2 separate regions of the Mus musculus genome follow, and region 1 is linked to region 2. The links are chromatin contacts, called in public Hi-C maps. All regions are on one chromosome and are shown on one strand. Each heading gives the region's core, a stretch centred on a gene start, on an enhancer-like site or on the middle of the called end of the contact. The rest is flanking DNA. Distances are from core to core; before and after follow the strand shown. Region 1 holds the start of 1810010H24Rik (RIKEN cDNA 1810010H24 gene). Region 2 holds the start of Nsf (N-ethylmaleimide sensitive fusion protein).

Region 1 (2,700 bases), core at 113-2,612, 3.1 Mb after region 2:
CTGAGGATGTCCTTAAACCCATCTTCCTCACTCTGCCTCAGCGGGTTGGGGTTATAGGCTCCACCACTCCTCATGTATGAAGTGCAAGCAATCCAATCCGGCACTTCCTGCCTCTAAGGCAGGCATTTTACTGACTGAGTTACATCCCTCATGTTATTCTTCGGGCAGCTGAAGTTGAGCCAGTTGAGCCATAACTCCTACCTCAGAGAACAAACTGATGGGTCTGTGTACCTAGTCTGCCTCCTAGTCTCTTCAGAAGATGGAGACCTGCCTCTGTCTGCCTGAGTGTTCCCACTCTGTAGTTTCTGAGACCCCCAAGACTCTACTCAGTCCACCAGCACTCTAGCGTCAGGCCCCTGGATCAGTGACGCAGAACCCTGAGGCTTCCTCAGCAACTCTGTGTACCTCACACCAAGCCATTCGCGCCTTCGTGCATCTGTTTGGGTTTGAAGCTGTGGACCGAGAATTAGTCCCGAGGCTTCAGACCTGTTCTGGAGAAATGATACCCTAATCTCCCCACCCCCACCCCTTGACAAATGACGGTTTTATTTCATCTGAGTGGAAAAGCCTTTCCCTCAGGACCGATCGAGCTGTGATGCTGTGTCAGGAAGCTGAACATAAGCAGCAAAGGAGTTTGCTTTTCTTAGACACAATAAAAACTGCCTGTTCCCAAGCAGTGAGATGCCCCCAGCATTGGAAAGGTGGTTTGCCAATCTTTAGGCATTCAGTATACACTTGGTGAATGTGGCCAACTGAATACTAGTTATCAATGGATGGGTGGAGGGAGAAAAGAGGGAAGGAGAATGGGAAGGGGGCAGAGGAGAGGGCTGTCAAGAAAAAAAAAATTTGCTCACACCCCCCCCCCCGACCCCCCGGCCCGTTTCTGACTCTAGAATATCAAGATTGCATATACAGTCAAACAGCTTTGCCAAACTTGGTTTGTCAGGCAATTGCCTCACAGGTCCTGGAATGCGTTTTTTTGTCATCCGGAGTCCCCTCCCCTCAACAAGCTCAAGCTATTCTAAGCGCTAATTTATTTGTTGTTGATTTCATCACTCGCGTTCCTTCAGCCCCCTCAAAACCCTCACTCTCCCCTAGCCTGTCACCTCACCCCAAGCACACCACCCACCCGGAGCAAGAGCTCAAGGCCGTGCTGTTCTCCTGGCCCACAGAGCCCAGTCCGGACCACACATCCGACCCCCCTCGGAAAGAGGGAGAGATCCCCGCCGCTCCGTTTTGTTTCAATGGTCTGTGCAGCCAGCTATGCTCGTTTCCCCAAAGGCTGCCCCTCATTAGCATGAACGGGGGTGGGGGTGTGTGTGGGGGGAGAGGAAGCGAGCCAAAGCCCTCGCTGCGTTTTCCAGCCTGGGGAACCCTGTCTACAAAAATGACAGCTCGAGCCCTCTGGCTTCTCTGTTTGATCGTCGGATGGTCCCCCGAAGCCCCGGTGGCGGAGAGAAAAGGTGAGGTCGCTAAAATGCAGCGCCCCAGGGATTGGGAAAGGGGCGAGACGCAGGGCGGGACGAGCCAAGGGTCAGAGCCTGCGGGACAGGCGACTCCGGGTCTGCGTGCGTGCCAGAAAGCAGCGACAAGGGTCTCCCAATATTTCATGTCCCTTGGCAGCCTTTTCAGAAGGAAAGACGGGTTCAGCTGCTGAAATGATCTCGTGCGAGCCAGGCAAGCTGGAGAAAACTTTGCATGTTAAATAGCTGCATCCGGAGGAGGGAAAGTGTCAAAAGGGGTCGCGGCGCGCTGTGGACAGGCTCCCAGGCTTGGGATGGTGACACAGGCCAGCAATGGTGCGACAACTCTGGGCATTCTACTCCTCTCTCGCAGCTCTGGTATAGCCTCTGGTATACCTGAACCTTGATAACACTCTCTCTCTCTCTCTCTCTCTCTCTCTCTCTCACACACACACACACACACACACACACACAAATCAGGCAGTCTTGGCCAGGTGGTGTTTTTGTTTTGCTATTGTTAGGATATTTTGCTCATCTTACTGTCTCTGGGAATAATAGCTTCCACACCTAACTGGGCAATTTATTTTAGGTCATTTTATTGTTGTTGTTCCACACGGAAATTGAACGACTTCATTGGCATTTAACTCCACATTAGACCATCTTTTCCATGACAACAGATGGTGGTCTAGAGGGGAAGCAGCTGAGGTCAACAGTTGACAGGAGTTGGATAGCCACCAGAACTTTATCTATCGGCTATGCATGGTGTGCAGGTTTAACATAGGGAGGGAGTCAGATCCAATGGCTTTGCAAAAACACAAACTGTGTAACTAACCATTCCTGCTGGGAGAAAGCTGATTTTTTAAGATTATTCATTTGGCAAGATGCATCATTATAAAGGAAGTGCTGTCAAGGCTGCAAGGGGCACAACAAGCTCTTTAATGCAAACGAGGGAAAGTAGGTTGTGGGGCTGTGCTTGGCTGAAGGAGCACTGGGAGGTGGTGAGATTGCATCCCTGGACATGCAAAGTTGCCCAGACTTGAAGCTGTGCTCCAACCTGTATGCAGAGCTGAAGAAAATCATTAATAAAATTTAAAAAGGTGTATTGATATTCGGGAGATTTCCTAATGGGGAGGGGTAATGCTTTTATAATTACTCAGGGGCCTCTGCCTCCCAGCCAAGCTTTAAAAACCCCTTCTAAGCTGTTGTTTACTACTAAGTGGTGTCCAAGAAGCCAGAT
Region 2 (2,700 bases), core at 160-2,659:
GAGACGGGCAACACTGTCAGACGCTCTGAGACATCACGTGTAACAAGGATTGGGAAATGGGCATGAATTTTAGGGATGCATTTCAGTCCGACTGTGGTGGGCCCAGGAGGTAGCAGGTGGTAGGCAAATGAGAGTCAACACACACAGAAAATCACCAGACTTTGCCACTGGGGGAAAAAAAATGGTTAGAGGAAAAGTCTGTGGGGGCAGAGGGAGGGTTTAAGAGACCAGTGCATTCCAGAAGGGCTGATGATTCAGGAGAGGGGCTCCTGAGGAGGCAAAAACAGACCCTGAAATAGTTAAAAGGGTCAGCTTGAGATAAAAGGGGGATTATGAAAAAAGGAAGAGAAAAAGATGGAGCTAGTCTGATGACCTCTACCGTCTCTTTGGGACTTTAGAATCTCATGACCTACAATTCTCTTTAGACAGGACATTTACATATATGCATACATGTATGCAAACTTATTCAAATATTCAGGTGTAAGTGAATCAGTCAAGCACAACGTTAGTCTGTAATGACGCAGTTAATGTCCCCAGGTTTCGAACAGGGCAATCTCTGGGCAGGATCCATCCATCAGCGATATTAGCTCTGATGCCTACTGCAATAACAGCAGTGACCTGGCCCCATCTCTCCTCGCCAACCCCAATCCTACCCCGCCGTCCTACGAGCTTAATGGGGAAGTAAAATGTAAATCCCTGAGACTACAACACAGCCTGCTGCATTCGAATCGACTGTCATTTAGAAAAACAAAACGTGACACCCCAAGTCCATCTGCACGAAAGACATTGCTGCTTCACAGCTGATATGTTTCTCCCCAGGAGATGGTCTAAGGTTAGCCGTAAAAGTAATTTGCAGACCTCCCCTCCTCTTTTCATAACATTCATTTAGGAAGAACTAGAAATGGGTTCCCACACCCTCGCCCTGACTGCAGCAGACTACACCCCGCGGTTATCCGGCAGTGCCACCTCAGAAACCCTCGGAGGAGTGTGGAGGGCACACAGCGCTCGTCAGAGGGGGGCTCCAGTGGCCACTACCCTCAAGATGCTTGAAGGACGAGAGAAACGAGCCCCAGGGGATGACAAGGGAAGCACTGGAGACCCGGGGGACGAAGAGACAACCCTCGGGGAGGACAGAGTTTCTGAGCAGAGCTAATCCCCTGCCGCAGCTACACTGTCTCGCCTCCAGCGTTGCTCTGACCTCCCTTCCTTCAGCGTTCCTGGGTGCTCAGCCTCGCGCCCCTTCCCCGGAGCCCTCGTGGACCTCGCAGCAGTCGCGACCTCGGGCGATCCGCTGCGAGCCCGGGCTGCCCGGCCGCCACTCACCCGGCCCGCCATCTTCGCGGACACGTCCGGCTCCCAGGTTGCAGCTCCGCACTCTGCTGAGCCCGCCTCCGCCGCGCGCGTGCTCGCCGGCAGCCGGCCCTCGCGCAGGCGCGCAGCCGCCGGGAGGCCGCGCCCGCGCCCGGCCGCGTCCCCGACGCCCTTCCCCATCCCGTGCGAGCGCGCAGTCCGAGCACCGCCATTTTGGCTGAAGACAAGCTGGCCGCCTCACTGCTACCCGGTTTTCACAAAGCTGGCCACGTGGCCTTTTAATGGACTTTTAGCTTTCTGCTTCCAGACCTCTTAAAACAGAATGCGCCGAGAAAACCCCGCGTGGTTGCTGGCCTTTCCCCCAAAGGGGACTGTGGAGGGGGCGCGCAATAGCTAAAAGCTGGTTCTGAATTCGGATTCTATTCGAATCCGAGCTTTTCTTTGCAGGCACACTTGTTTTGAGAGTGAATCATAATTATATATGCGCTAGCTTTATAGTTCGATATTTTCATTTATAAGCACAACTTCTATCTTTTTTAAGGTGTTTGTTTGTTCGTTTGTTTTAACGTGCATTGGTATTCCGCCATCCACCTCTGCATGTTCAAAACTCTATTTTGAGTCCTCAGGAAAAAAAAAAAAACAATGCCACAGAAAAACTAAAATGATTTGGATAAGACAAAATACCAGAAGATAGTTCTATAAGCAGCACAGCAGTAAAAGTCTCACACAGGAAACAAGACAGGTGTACCCTGTCCTGCCAAGGCTGAAAGTGAGACTTTTAGCATGTAGCAGGACTTCAGGGTTAAGGAGGAATGTTTGACATAGCCTCCTCATATCCGTTCCCTTATGTCCTCTTCAGCACTTTTCTCTAAAGTACTCTTGGGTCCCCTTACAAATATATAATGTCATTTAAAATGTATGCAACATGTAAAAATAAGACATGATATCTATGAGAATACATGAGATATTCAATAAGATTACTCCCTAAAAGGAAAAGTAAAGTTGGAGGAACCCTCTTAGAGGAAAGTCTCTGGGATGGAATGGGTACCTCTTCCTGGGAGCAAACCTGAAGACCTTGAAATACTCTAAAAGGGAGATACTAGGGGTAGGGGGTGCAGCCTAATCAGTCCTGAGAAGCACTCAGCAGGCCCAGGGAACAGCAAACAAAAGGGTGTACACACCGACAGGGATAAAAGGGAGCTACAGGGGTATTTCCTATGCTAGGGTGGTCAAGATAGGGACCAGTTTTTAGTAACTGGTAAGTCAGTAAGTCAGAACCATTCACACTATCAATATCTTCACTGTAATGAGTGTCTCTAAGAAAGGACTCAGAACTAAGCAAAAATTATATTTGCTCAAGAGTTACCTCTCTTTCCAAGAATTCTGTAC

What was found. Hi-C and Micro-C count contacts between places; a contact is called where the count stands out from the background.
Region 1: a contact with region 2 is called in a Hi-C map of pre-B cells, with 7 times the contacts expected there. The contact joins the promoter of 1810010H24Rik here to the promoter of Nsf in region 2. A contact is called at or near these places in 1 of 39 promoter capture datasets (second pharyngeal arch cranial neural crest) and 1 of 484 Hi-C or Micro-C datasets (pre-B cells).

Annotation. Positions count from the first base shown.
Region 1 is chr11:107,024,507-107,027,206 of GRCm38.p6, forward strand. 1810010H24Rik (RIKEN cDNA 1810010H24 gene) reads left to right here and starts at 1,363. Exons shown (of 4, transcript NM_001372502.1): 1 at 1,363-1,463. The coding sequence starts at 1,388.
Region 2 is chr11:103,952,647-103,955,346 of GRCm38.p6, forward strand. Nsf (N-ethylmaleimide sensitive fusion protein) reads right to left here and starts at 1,410. Exons shown (of 21, transcript NM_008740.4): 1 at 1,324-1,410. The coding sequence starts at 1,335.